4 separate regions of the Mus musculus genome follow, and all the other regions are linked to region 1. Evidence: chromatin contacts called from public HiChIP or PLAC-seq and Micro-C data. All regions are on one chromosome and are shown on one strand. Each heading gives the region's core, a stretch centred on a gene start, on an enhancer-like site or on the middle of the called end of the contact. The rest is flanking DNA. Distances are from core to core; before and after follow the strand shown.

What was found. A called contact is a pair of places that touch in the nucleus more often than the background predicts. HiChIP or PLAC-seq counts read pairs in DNA pulled down with a chosen protein or histone mark.
Region 2: an HNF4G HiChIP or PLAC-seq map of pancreatic cancer cells shows a contact between it and region 1. The contact joins the enhancer-like site here to the promoter of Dock11 in region 1. A contact is called at or near these places in 10 of 39 promoter capture datasets (the 3T3-L1 cell line, 3T3-L1-derived adipocytes, cranial neural crest and 4 more), 1 of 115 datasets of contacts at active chromatin or transcription factors (pancreatic cancer cells) and 1 of 9 other capture datasets (macrophages).
Region 3: a Micro-C map of embryonic stem cells shows a contact between it and region 1, with 3 times the contacts expected there. The contact joins the promoter of Lonrf3 here to the promoter of Dock11 in region 1. A contact is called at or near these places in 4 of 39 promoter capture datasets (cranial neural crest, embryonic stem cells and stem cell-derived epiblast-like cells), 2 of 484 Hi-C or Micro-C datasets (both in embryonic stem cells) and 2 of 115 datasets of contacts at active chromatin or transcription factors (embryonic stem cells and pancreatic cancer cells).
Region 4: a contact with region 1 is called in an H3K27ac HiChIP or PLAC-seq map of embryonic stem cells, with 7 times the contacts expected there. The contact joins the promoter of Zcchc12 here to the promoter of Dock11 in region 1. A contact is called at or near these places in 7 of 39 promoter capture datasets (3T3-L1-derived adipocytes, the C10 cell line, cranial neural crest and 4 more), 1 of 15 datasets of contacts at CTCF or cohesin (the NIH/3T3 cell line), 4 of 484 Hi-C or Micro-C datasets (cortical neurons, embryonic stem cells and uterus), 4 of 115 datasets of contacts at active chromatin or transcription factors (acute myeloid leukemia, embryonic stem cells, forebrain and 1 more) and 1 of 9 other capture datasets (adipose tissue).

The regions. Positions count from the first base shown.
Region 1 is chrX:35,887,320-35,890,491 of GRCm38.p6, forward strand. Dock11 (dedicator of cytokinesis 11) reads left to right here and starts at 1,513. Exons shown (of 53, transcript NM_001009947.3): 1 at 1,513-1,713. The coding sequence starts at 1,612.
Region 2 is chrX:36,388,592-36,391,763 of GRCm38.p6, forward strand. No RefSeq gene overlaps it. Among named protein-coding and RNA genes, the nearest start is that of Gm6268, 13 kb to the right of the region's middle. Within about 2 kb of position 1,555, at least 34 of the 459 cell types and tissues checked have an H3K27ac peak or open chromatin away from gene starts, as enhancers often do. A contact at or near this core is called in pancreatic cancer cells, where this site is marked.
Region 3 is chrX:36,326,944-36,330,115 of GRCm38.p6, forward strand. Lonrf3 (LON peptidase N-terminal domain and ring finger 3) reads left to right here and starts at 1,466. Exons shown (of 11, transcript NM_028894.1): 1 at 1,466-2,456. The coding sequence starts at 1,637.
Region 4 is chrX:36,194,319-36,197,490 of GRCm38.p6, forward strand. Zcchc12 (zinc finger, CCHC domain containing 12) reads left to right here and starts at 1,586. Exons shown (of 4, transcript NM_001358476.1): 1 at 1,586-1,694; 2 at 2,191-2,249; 3 at 2,461-2,588; 4 at 3,003-3,172. The coding sequence starts at 3,114. It overlaps Gm42406 (a long non-coding RNA gene), which reads right to left and starts at 1,970. Exons shown (of 4, transcript XR_882283.2): 1 at 1,689-1,970; 2 at 349-490.

The DNA.
Region 1 (3,172 bases), core at 263-2,762:
TTTCCTAAGCCCTGTGCCTCTGCCTTGTACCTGAAGCAGTGAATCTGGAGTTAGCAAGGGAAAACATGCTAGAGTATTCTGGAGGTCAACAACTAGGAGCCAGACACACAAATATTCACCATTCATTGAACACATAGCATGAATTTGTGCTGATCCACCTGCAGGTAACAGTTTCCACCCCGACCCCCAACACACACACACACACACACACACACACACACACACACACACAGAGTGAGGTCAACATGCAGGATAATGCCTGTCCCTTAGAGCCCTTCCATGTCCCAGGTCCTGGAGGAACCCTCCATCTGTGCCTTATCAGGATCAATGAGAAGGTGGCCAAATGGGCTTGCTGCTAGGAGACTTGGTCTTTTCTGGGTTCCTGGAGTCCATTCCCATGCTCTTGTTTCCATAACAAAGTCCTTGTGTAGGTGTGTGACTGTGTGCTCTTTGAAGGCCTGAGAAGTGTGGAAAGTGCCATTTGGGCACCGGTAGAAATCCTCAAAAAGGATTAGACCCCTGGTGATGGGCCATTTCAAACTTAAAACAAAACAAAAAAAAATGAAGTGGGGCCTTTCATTTCAGAATTAAGGCCTTGTTTGTGTCTAAGCATGCATGCTTTACACCTAGTCAGATGTTCTGGGGAAATTAAGGAAAGGGTGAGATGGTTGCAGAGCACAGGTAAAAGCTAGAGGATTGATAGGTCCTCCAAAAGCCTTCCCAGTGAGCACTAGGGCCACTCCTTCTGGAATCACTGCAGAACCACACAATTCATCAAAGGCTCTGGGGTCTCTCACCACCCAGCTATCCCTGCCTGGGTAAGACTCACTTCTAGAAGCCTGTCCCCTGGTTGCCCTATGAAGTGGATGCCTGGGTGGGGAAATGAAGGGGGTTGGGTACAGACCCAGACAAGTCTTTCCTGCAGCAAACCCGCTCTTCCTTCCTTTGACATAGGGCAGACCCAACCAGGCTGAGTACACAATAGGAGCATGCTGCTTCCATGTTGTTTCCCAGCCTCTAGCCGCCTGGGACCCAGGGGCTTGCAGGTTGGGGGCAAGTGAGATTTTTCCCACCGCCTCACTGCTCCTGAAGTCTTAAGGGAGGCAGAGGTCTCTGGAGGCCCCAGCACACCCTAGTCTTGGAGACATTTCATCACCCACCTCTGACCCCCTCCCGCGCCATACACTCGGAAAAAGAAGCAGCCTCATCTCGCCTCCCGGATGCGGCTGCACCAGCAACATCAGCTGCGGGCGGAGCCCGGGTGCTTGCCACTTCCCCCTCTTCCCGCGTGACCCTCGCCCCCACCTCCAGCACTCCCTCCCCCTCCAGGAGACACACCCTCCTTCTTAGGCCACTCAGGTCGGGGCCCTTGGTGAGAGGGAGCAGCCGCCGCCGCCCGGCAGGACCCAGAGCCTGCAAAAGCTAGAGCAAAAAGGAGGGAAAGAGGGAGGAGCGGCGCGCGGGAGGAGGAGCCGCGGGAGCTGGGCGCGGGGCGGCGAGCTGAGATGTGGCCGGCCCGTCGGCGTGTAAACACAGGCAGCAGCAGCAGCAGCGGCCGCCCGGGCCCGGGGCACTGAGCGCTCCCGCCGAGACCTGCCCGCCACCTCTGCCATGGCCGAAGTGCGCAAATTCACCAAGCGGCTGAGCAAGCCAGGCACGGCAGCCGAGCTCCGCCAGAGCGTGTCGGAGGCCGTGCGGGGCTCCGTGGTGCTGGTGAGTGGTCGAGCGACGGGGAGTCCCGGGGGGGGGGGGGTTCGCTCACACCGGGAGCAGCGCGGTGGCTTCCCGCGCGCGCGCTGGAGACCACGGGCAGGATGGGCGCAGCTGCGGTCGAGCGCTAGGAGCTCTCTTTTTCCTCTGTTCTACTTAAGTTTTCGCTCTGGCAACCGGCTGCCTGGGGGTGGGAGTCTCAGGCGCCACGGGACAGCGCTCTGGCTACCCCACCAGCTTGCGCTGGGCTGGAAGCTGAATGGCACAGCGGGTTTCACAGAGCTGCGGCCGGAGAGTGGGTCTCCACCCCAGCGGGGGCGGCTGAAAGCTTCAGATCGCACCTCCCGCTCCCCCGGACCCCCGCACAAAGAGCTGGAGATTAGGGCACGAGGAGATCCGGATCCCTTTAAGAGGGCACCTGGGGCAGCCTAGGCGGAAGGATGCGATGAGCACAGATATACTTGAGTGCGGATACACATCGGGTACACGCGCGCACACACACACACTCACTTACACACACAAAAAACCCCACCCAAAAGCCCAGGGCGCCCAAGCTCTGGCGGGCGATGTGGACAGAGGAAGCATAGCGACTTCCTCCTGCTACTGGGGAGAGGGAGGGTGGTGATGGGTGTTGAGGGGTACTGCCAACTAAGACAGAGGGAGAGGATTGGAAACAACGGGGGTGGGTCTGCGCCTGAGTGGGTTTTGAGTCTGTATCCTCTGGGAGAGGATGGTTCTTAAGACTTGTGAGCGATTGGAGGCAAGAGGATGTGGGAAGGACTGGATGTTGCTGTGTAAGGATGAAGACCCTAGAACCAGACGCCTACGTAGACTATTGGGGATGTCTTGGCGGCGGGTAGAGCTGGGGGATGGGGATTGGAGAGTGTTCTGACACCCCCCTCGGGGAACCACCCCTCCCCCGCACGCCAGCGCACCCTCATCAGTCCTGTTCAGATGGTCTAAATCTGGAGGGAAGCCTTGGATGGTAAGGGGCACTTGCTCCTTTGCTTTTAAAGGCTCCCATTGCCAATTTTTTGGACTAGGGACCAAACCTTAAATAAGCAGTGGGACTAAATCATTAGCGTGCTTTTTTGTTACTTTGTTTTGCAGGAGATTTGCTGGCTTTTGTCTCTTTCCACTCCTATATTATTTCATGTCATTCGCTGTGTTTAAATCTCCGCACTTAAGAGAGAGCTTTTTGTTAGCACAACTTATCCTGGGAAGGGAACCTCGCAGCTTTTCCCTGTAATTTTTATGTTGATCTTGTAGAATCGGCAATAAAACCAACATTAAAGCAAGGCAAGGGGCCTGATCCTAACAGTGGGGAAAGTTGACATTAGTGGGAATTCTGGAAGAGGATCAAAGGTAAAATATGTACCTTTGAGATAAAAATCGGATTTCTAATAGCTGCAACTGTGCAGAGCCAAGGGACTTTAAAGAAATGTCTTTATCATGGCTGGAC
Region 2 (3,172 bases), core at 305-2,804, 500 kb after region 1:
ATTTATACCCAGCACATCGTATAAAGCAGAACGTCAGAATGTACATTTGTTTATTTTGGTCCTGACAAGATAATTGCATTAGCACTTACAAGTCTATTTCGGGGAGACTCTTCCAGTTTCTGAATGCTCTCATCGATATTCACCACTATGTTTAGGAACTGTAATGAATGCGTACAGGTTGGAATGAAGAGTGCCTTTATAAAGACTGGAGACTAAAATAGTAATAGGTTTAGAAACCTTTGGTCTCATAGAAGTTCAGAGTACAATGGGAGTTTGGGAATGGGAGAAACATAGGAATGATGCCCGCATACTCCTCAAATCAGAGCTAGCAGGTCTTCATCCACTTGTGACTGGTTCTGTTTCTTGGTTATCTGTTTCTTGGCATAGGAAAACGTATATCTGAAGTCCCTGCCATTGACTGCTTGGCAGTATTTTTACAGGGAAGCTGAGATTGCAGTAAAAATGCGTCCATTTCAAGCACCGCTTTTGGGAAACACACTTGAGTGGCTCTCGTGGTCTGAAAATTATTTAACAATCCTAATCATTTCATATGAAAGAGAAGTTATGCTCTGAAATGCCGTTAGGGCAGAGGAAACAGCTTTGACCTAAATTTTATTTTATTCTGCCCCTCTTTCTGCACAAAGCTTCCCTGGTGTCGCCTGATCAACACAGAACTCTCCGTGAGAAGGCCTGGTGAATCAAGAATTGCAGGTGGCCTTTCAAAATCCATTTTCCCAACTGGGTTTCCTTGTCTGGCCTCAGTGGGTGAGAATGCACCTAGCTCCACGGAGACTTGATATGCCAGGGTGGGGGGATACCCGGGGGCCCCCACCTGCTCAGAGGAAAAGGGGAGGGACTGTGAGGGGGTCTGGGAAAGAAGGGCCATGGAGTTTATCACACATTCCTCTCAGCTGTGTTCTTGCTCCATTTGTTAGTGATCTTCTGTCTCTCAAACAGGCCGTTCACTTCTTGATAATAAGGCTATCTGTACTCATATGAAATTTTCAAAATACAACTGAGAATGGGCCAAGGGAGCATGTCATAAAATCCATGTCCTTATTAAGCTTTTAAGAAACATTCAGAAGTGAGGGGTGGCAAAACAGCGAAGTGGGTACAAGGAATTGCTGCCAACACTAACGACAAGCTTGGTCCCTAGCACGCATACTGCAGAAGGAGAGACCCAACTCTGCAGATTGTCCTATGATCTCAACACATGCATTATAACACATACCCACAGACATTTACACAAATAAATAAGTGTTAATCATAAAGGAAGAAAAAAAGCAATAATCACCCAGAAGGGAGTTCCTTTCATGAACGTCAGCTGTAATTTTTCTGCAGGCACTAAGACCATAAGTAAATTACGCTGAGCTTTGTATTTAACCAGACTAAAATCTGGACCTTTTTCCCTTGGGCCCTTTGCCATAATCACAGAGAAAACTCAGTCTTGGGCGAATGTCTGTTGGGAGGTAGAAAGACGAGGCCCAAGTGTTGGTGTGGGAAAAGCAGTGAGGATAGCTGAGTCACCTCCCTCACTGGAGGGTGACCAGGAAAATAGGAAATTACTATGCACAGTGGATTGTGGGATTGTGTTTTGTTGCCAGCTGGTGAGTGGCAGAGCTGGAATAAGAACCCAGGCAGCTGGCTCTACAAGCTGTGTTCTCAACTCCCAGGCTAGACAACCTCTCAGGAGAGTCAGGGACTCTCTGTCTCTGTGCCTGTCTGTCGTTTCACTCCCAGTTCCTAACAGACAATAGCTGTTAAAAAAAAAAAAGGCTTGTGCAAAGAAGTCCCTCTTCTGTCCCTACAGTTCCTTATGATTATTGTCTCTGTCATTTCAGATGCTATTGCTTCCGGAATTTTTCAAATGAATCTGTACAAGAAGATTGTCTCTGCATTTGGTGATTGTCTTAATCATTTGGTGACACTGTCAACACACACACACACACACACACACACACACACACATTCCATCAAAATGAGTTTCCTGCTTATTGCACTGAGGGAGACCATAGAGCACTAACTGAAGCAGCTCAACCCCAGGATATTATGGGATTTGGACTTTGGTTGGGTGGTTTGGAGGAAGTGAGTTGTGGTTTGCTCTAGATTGGGCGTGTCAGAAGGCACACACGTTCTGTAACAAGAGGATCTTGATAAAATCTTATTCAGTAAGAGGGCAGACTAGACCAGAGCTAAAGGTCTATGGGGCAAGCAGCAGCAGGCACACAGGATCTGGGAGAGGGGTGTTTTGTCACTGCAGTGGCTTGGGCAGTATTCATAGTCTGTCTGAATTCAGACATTATAGAGTGCTCTTGCTTTTGTCTGGATCCATCATAGTCACAGAGCTGCCTTGTCTGATGCTGGCGTCCTGTGTTATTATGTTCAGCAGAACACCAAGACCTACTTTAGTGTCGCAACCATTGCCAGAGCAGCTCCTAGCAACCTCAGGGCCTAGCTGATAGCTCTACTTCCACTCCTGAATGGAAAAAAAAATGCTTTTTTCTTATTCAGATCACCCTTTCCCAAGAAAGTTTTTTTGCAGGGAGCTTTCTTAGGTGTGCTGTTTGAGTGGACTCTTGGTTGTTCTCACCACGTAGGCATGCCTATCTCCAAGCCTGTGTTCTCTTATCCTCACCAAACTGATGTGTCTCCATCTACCCAGCCCATGACACATTTCTGAGCTAACAGCCTAGCCTGTTGCTGTGATAAACACCATAGCCAAAAGTCACTTGGGGAGAGGGTCCATTCCAGCTTCAAAATTACAGCCCATCATCAAGGGAAGCCATAGTGGAACCTGGAGACAGGAACTGAAGCAGAAGCCATGGAAGAGCACTGCTTTTAGCCCGCTCCCAAACACATGTTCAGTTACCTGTCTATGACAATGTATGTGCACCCTCGTTTGACTCCCAGAAGGTCAGTGCTATGATGTGGCAATATTTTGCCAAGCAGTACCAAATGCCCTTTTGAAAGTGAATTAGCTCAGTGCATGGACTAGTGGCCTGAACTGCACAGGGAATTGTTTGGTTGCTGGCATAGGGCTTCCTGAGCTAGACTTGATGTTCATTTTCTTTAGTTACAGTCATTTTCATTTGCAATGCCACCATCAATGACTCTCTGCATAGTCCACTCGAGAACCAAGAACTCCTGACCTGGCATAGAGTTGCATAGCTGC
Region 3 (3,172 bases), core at 216-2,715, 440 kb after region 1:
CCAGCTCTGAAACAAGACTTAATCCCAGCTAAAACCATCCCAGACATTTGTTTAGAAGTGAAAATAATAGGTTTAGATGATATTGCCCAAGACCCCCCAGCTAAATGACCACAGCAGGAGGCAACTTGGAGACACTCAGCTTGGAATCTTAATTTGAGCACTCTCCAGGACCTGTAGGCGCGGGAGGGAGGAGGAAGACAATTGAGAGCAAGCCTGACTGAACTCAGCCTTCCTTCTTGAAGCAGTCTATCCTGAAGTGGGGTACTCCAGAACCCTGCCGGTTCATTTTGTTCATGGCTCTTGTCTGAAATGCAAAGGCCAGCAGTAAACAAATCCTTGTGTAGTTTGTGAGCAGTCTGGCATTTTTTTAAGGGGTGCCTGGTTGGGAATTTCCCGCCCCACTCCTCAGCCCAAGCCAGGCACTACAACTTGTGTTCAACCTAGCGCAAGGGCACAAACCCTAAGGTTAGGCACGGCCTGCCAGAAGTCAGCTTCTGTGAACCTGGAGGCTGTTTAGCAGCTGGGCTGTGACTGAATTCTCTGATTTTTTTTTCTGGATTTGCTGTCTTGGGCTTGTATCTTCCCTCTGCTTCCCTCACGCTCCCCCCCCGCCCCCCCCCCCGAGTTTACAGCGAACTCAGCAAACTCAGCTCTCAAGGTGGTGCCCATCTGGTCTCTGGGTCCTGGAGCCAGTGAATCTCCAGGGGGGTGCCCGCTCCAGCACTGGTCCCTGAGTTGGGGGTGGGAGGGAAGAGGAGGAGAACCGGAGGGCGCCTCCCTGGGGTCCCAATGAGCAATCTAATATAGGATTATAAGATGTGCGTTCTTCCCTTGCTGCCCAGCACGGACTGCCTAACTTGTTTTATCCGCTGGACCATTTGCTCATGATTCGCTGTCTTGGTAAGAAACAAAGAACTCTCCTAAAACTGCACTAAGTCTCTTTTGGGGGAATCCCTCAGGAAACCCAGGAGCTTCAGCAGGGGCACTTAACGCTCTTCTAGGGAACAAATGAGGACTTCTTGGGTGTCCCTAGGTGCCTTTGCAGACATCAGCCATCGCCCCCTGGAGGGGAGCCTGGCATTCCAGCAACTTCTGTGACTGGAGCCGATAGGGACCGGCCTCTCTCGGGCGGGGGGACTCCAACAAGCGGCTGGCAGAGCGGACCTGTTTGCAGACTACTTTTGAGGTGGGATGGCAAAGAGTTTAGAGCTGGAAAAGCGTGGAAGAAGAGGTTGTGTACCTCTCCCCAGTCCAGAAAGGACCCAAAATCACAAGTGAGAAAGAAAGAGTAAATGCAAACAACCTCAAAAAACAAGCCAAGAAAAGCCAAGCCAAAAGAAGCAAGCGCAAAGCTGTTACAAAACTGTCTGGTTTTGTAACAATTTCCCCGCTGCCGGCCAATGAGCAGCGTGGTAGGAGTCACGTGGTTGCGTTTTATATAACGCTTCGCTGAGACAAGACAGTTATTAGGCAGCGCGGGGCAGCCGGCATGGAGCTCGGGAGGCGAGGCAGACTCGCGCGCGCGGCGATCCCGCCTTCTCGCTCGCGCAGCCCGCTCCCAGCCGCCGCTCTTTCCTGCTAGTTCCCTGTTCCTAGACGCCTCTCCTCACTCCAACCTCCGCAGTTCCTTCTCTCAATGGATTCCCTTCAGACCGCACAGATGGTGAGCTTGTCCGCCGAGCTCGGCAGCAACAACTTGGAGCTGGCGGAGCCGGAGGAGCCGGGGACATCAGCGGCCGCAGGGCAGTCAGCCGCCCACCCGGAGGAGGTGACACCCGAGGGCTCCCAAGCTCTCGGGGCTCAAGAGCCCGAGCAAAGCCTGCCTCTGGCGGTCCCGACACCGCTGGAGTGCAAAGTCCTGCTCACGCAGGCGGATGCCTTGGCATCTGAGGGGCACCTTCGGGAAGCCCTCGAGGTGTACCGACAGCTCTCCGAGAGGCAGCAGCTCGTAGCGGAGCAGCTGGAGCAGCTAGTGCGCTGCTTGGCCGACAGTGTCCCGCAAGAGGAGCTGGCCTCCGACTCGAGCGGCACTTCGAGCTGCTGCGCCGCGGCGCTGAAAGAGGCAGGGGAGGCCGCGGCCGTGGCCCCCGAGGTATGGGATGGCTTTAAGTGCAAGAAGTGTCACGGGTTTCTCTCAGACCCGGTGTCCCTGTGGTGCGGCCACACCTTTTGTAAACTGTGCCTGGAGCGCGGGCGAGCCGCCGATCGGCGCTGCGCTCTGTGCGGGGTCAAGCTCTCCGCTCTGATGGCGGCCAGTGGGAGGGCACGCGGGCCGCGGCGCGCGGGGCAGCCGGCGCCCCTGCAACTGCGAGTTAACGTGGTACTCAGCGGCCTCCTGGGCAAGTTGTTCCCGGGCCCCGCGCGGGCGTCGCAACTCCGGCACGAGGGCAACCGGCTGTTCCGCGAGCACCAGGTGGAGGCAGCTCTGCTCAAGTACAACGAGGCTGTTCGTCTAGGTGAGTCCCCCCCACCCCCCATGCGCCGCCACAGGGGCCGTGCGGGCTTGCTCGCCACGCGAGGGGGGCGGGGGAGCGATCCCTGCTGGGAGGCGGGGGCGGGGGGACGGACCGGACTGATTTGGTTTCGCGCGCGCGCGCGCGCGCGCGGGCTGGGGGGTGGGGTGGCGAGGGAAGAGCCCGTGGCCCACGAGGAGGAGGGAGGGGGCATTGCAAGGAGTTTGTCTTCCCTACTTTAGCTTTTTTTTAAAAGCTGTGTCTCAGTCTTCTGATTGGTCCTATAGCTTTTTTTTTCTTTTCTCGTGCTCTTTCCCTCTCTCCTGCTTGCTTTCCTGCTCCTATACCTCCTGGTTCCAGTTTCTTAGTTTATCCCGTTCGTCTCTTTTTTGCGCATTTTTTTTCTCAGTTTTGTCGCTGTTTCGGTCTTGCTCAGTGTCACTGTCTCTAGTTCACGGTCTTTCCTGGACACTTTGGAGCTCGCTCTTACACCTGCCGGTACCTCCCCTATCAGCAGAAGAACTTGGCACTATTTTCCAAACTCCCGCGCGGTCCTCCTGGCTTTTACCAACCGGAGGTGGCTTGCGGGCGCCTGAGTCCGTGGCTCCCGCCTCTGGGAGTTGTCCCTTCCGGGGCCGAGGCTCCCTGTGGGGTGGGTCCCGCCTGGAATTAGGTCAGGAGAGCACTGGTTGCATAAGGCCCTCGAGCCAGCCCGGGCC
Region 4 (3,172 bases), core at 336-2,835, 310 kb after region 1:
TTAAAGCTGACAAAACTGGGGAAGAAGCCTGGTGCTACAGCTAGTAAAGGTACATGGCACATGTACGCTGGAATTATAATTTAGCCAATTACAGCCCTGCATATTCAAAGCTCCTTGTTCTACCAGTCACGAACTTTACATACGAAATGACCGGAAGAATTTTTTTTTTAGGAACCTGTTATAGGCATCATATTATACCAATCATGGGGATTTTTTTCCCCCTGAGTGCAGGGGGAAGTATTTTTGCCAAGGGGAGCAATGGAGTCTTTCAGTTGGAGAAGTTGTGATTAAAGAGCAGCAAGCACCCCCCCCCCCAAGAAGCAGGAGTGGTGACTCCCCTCAAATTACCTGTGGTTGCAGGGTCTCTTGCAGCTGCAGGGGGTTTCCTTAGAGGGACACAGCTGTTCAAAGTAGATTGTCTGCCTTGAGTGTAGTCTGGCAGTTGTCAAAGGGCCCAGTTGGCTGACAGCTCCCACTTCAAGGCAGACAGCTATAAGAGAAGGATGTGCCAGCCGTCATCCTAGGGAACTAATGGCCAACTCCCAGCAGGTTGCTCATCCACAGAAACAGTAAGCAAACCTTAAAGGATCTTTATAATAAAGACCAAAGAAATTAATATTCTTTGTACCATTCAACAGTGTTTAAGCTGGGCATGGTGGCTCGTGCCTGTAATAGCAACAGTTGGGAGGCTGTAATAGCAACAGCAGGAGGATTATCACCAGGTCTAGGTCAGCCTGGGCTACATTGGGATTTCAAACTAGCCTGGGATATAGTGTGAGACTCTGTCTCAAAACATCAATAACAACAAACAAACAAAACTAAAATAAAAATGATATCTAATTCCTAACCATGTGGCCTTAAGGCGAATTGGGCCCTTCTGATTATGCACAATGTAGAATTAACCACACCATGGGTTAAAAATATAAAAGACTGTGCCCTGAGCCCCTAGGTAAACCAGGATCCCCTGTATTCATACCTGCATTCCGAGAGAGAGAGAGAGAGAGAGAGAGAGAGAGAGAGAGAGAGAGAGAGAGAGAGAGAGAGGCACAGCAGAATGGCAGGCTGCTCTTGAACTCCCTTTCTAGTTAAAGCTGGCCCTGAATTCCTGATTCTCTCAACCACCCCTCCCAAGTGCAATGATTACAGGCATGAGCCACCAATAGTGGCATCAAAATAGCTTATTAAACAGACCGGCCTTGAATTACTGACCCATTCACCTCAACCTTCCAAGAAGCTGGATTACACCACCCAGCACAACACCCCAACAGCCAGCTAAGGAGCTTAATATCTCCCCGCTTTTACTGTTTTACCTGATTTGGGTCCCACTTTGCCATACATACACATCTGGCCTCGAGACACAATTTTGGGCCAAGAGAGAACACAAAAGCAGAAGGGAAGAGTGGAGGGAAAGAGTCACAATCGCAGGGGTGCAATGTAGTTTAGCTCCCTAAACTCGCCCAGCACCACTGGCTACCTGAGCCTGTTGCATACCCTCCTCCCGCTTCCGCCCCCCTCCTTCCCTCCCTGCTTTCCCCCACCCGAACCCTTGGGCTTTGGGCCGCTAGAAGCCGCCCCCGCACTCCACTGATTGGCTCCGCTGGCCAGCTCGTCACACTCTTTTGTGTCAGTAGGCTGCTGATAAAAGCTTTGCAGCTGCCTTGGAAACTGCGCTATTCGAATCCGGTTACCTGTGGGTAAGTAGCTGGGTGAAGCAGCTCTTTCTGGTAGCTTCGAGTCGCCTAGCGGCTCCGGAGGTGCCAGCACTTTTCTCCCCGGGACTCACAGGCAGAATCCATAGCTGAAGACACCACAGCAGCCTCTGGCTACCAGTGGATCACAGGTTTTAAAACGGGGGGGGGGGGGATGGGATGGGTGATTCCTTGGTGTGGAAAAGGAATGGGGCGCGCGGGGTGGGGGGCAGAGAAGCCCTCGGGCATAGGCCGCTCCTGCCTTGGAGAATCTGCAATTGCGACGCTGGGGGAGGTAAGGTGCGTTAGCATGACCTCACTGGGAGTCACCTGGAAGATGCCACTTGGTAGGATTTGCCTGGCCAGGGAGGGGGTAGGGGAAGAGGCCAACTGGAGGATGACGGAGAAGCAATTTTGTTTGCCTTAAACCCCCTATGTATCTCCTCTAATTTCTCTGGGTACTGTGGGGGTGGGTGTGTCCAACTCTTATTCTGTTTTACAGTAGCAGCCCATCAAAGCGGAATCTGAACTTGAATTTGGTGCAGCTGGTTGTAGAGCTGGGTAGGATAATGGTATCTAGGGATGCAAATATGTGGGGTTTTGGGGGGTAGGGGATCGTTTTGTATTGTATTCAGAAGGTGGGAGAGGGAATTTTCTACCTAATGACAGCAGAAATGGGCGGGAGAAAGAGGGAGGGGGAGGGAGGAACAGGAGAAGGATGACGACGGAGTATTTTTCTGACCTTTCTTTTGCCTCCTCCAATGTGGCGCAGTCTTGAGCATCAGGATCTGAGACCCCCAGTCGATCGAGGTCCATCAACTGGACCCTGGAGGCAGGCTTTCTCACGGGAGGGAGGACACAGGTTGCAGAAGCTGGAAATACTCCAGTTTCCCAGCTGATGTAAGAATCTGATAAATCACAGAGGGGGGGGGGTGGTATGGGGGTGGGGTGGGGGGAAGTGGGTGGTCCAGGGAGTTTTGAGAGGGGCTTGCAGTTAAGACCAGAGATCATGAAGTTAATGACGTCTCTTTTTAACCCCTGCGAATTTGTGACCATTGTGCATTTCCACAAGTAAAATCCAGAATGGAAGCAACAGTTGCCCTCCCTCTCACAGGACTGGCGGGAGGGTATGGATGACGTGGCTATAAAAAACACTGTTAGTATTGAGACATCAGCTAGCTCCAGGAGGCTGCAACTGCTCTCCTAGCCCGTATTTTAGGACAGTGGACAAATATATGGGGTATTGAGGCACAGTAATTACAGCTGGAGCCTGCTCCCTTATTAAATTCTCCTCTCCCTTTTGCTTTTTTGCAGCCCCCTACTGAGATTGGAGACTGCTGCACTGCTGAAGATAAAGCGTTTTTGTTTTGTTTCTAAAACGCCTTGAACTTCGTGTATTAAGATATCCTATCACTGCTGTCAGACATGGCTAGCATCCTTTCACGTTTGGGTAGCAGCCGGGGGCAGAACTCACCCCTGCCACC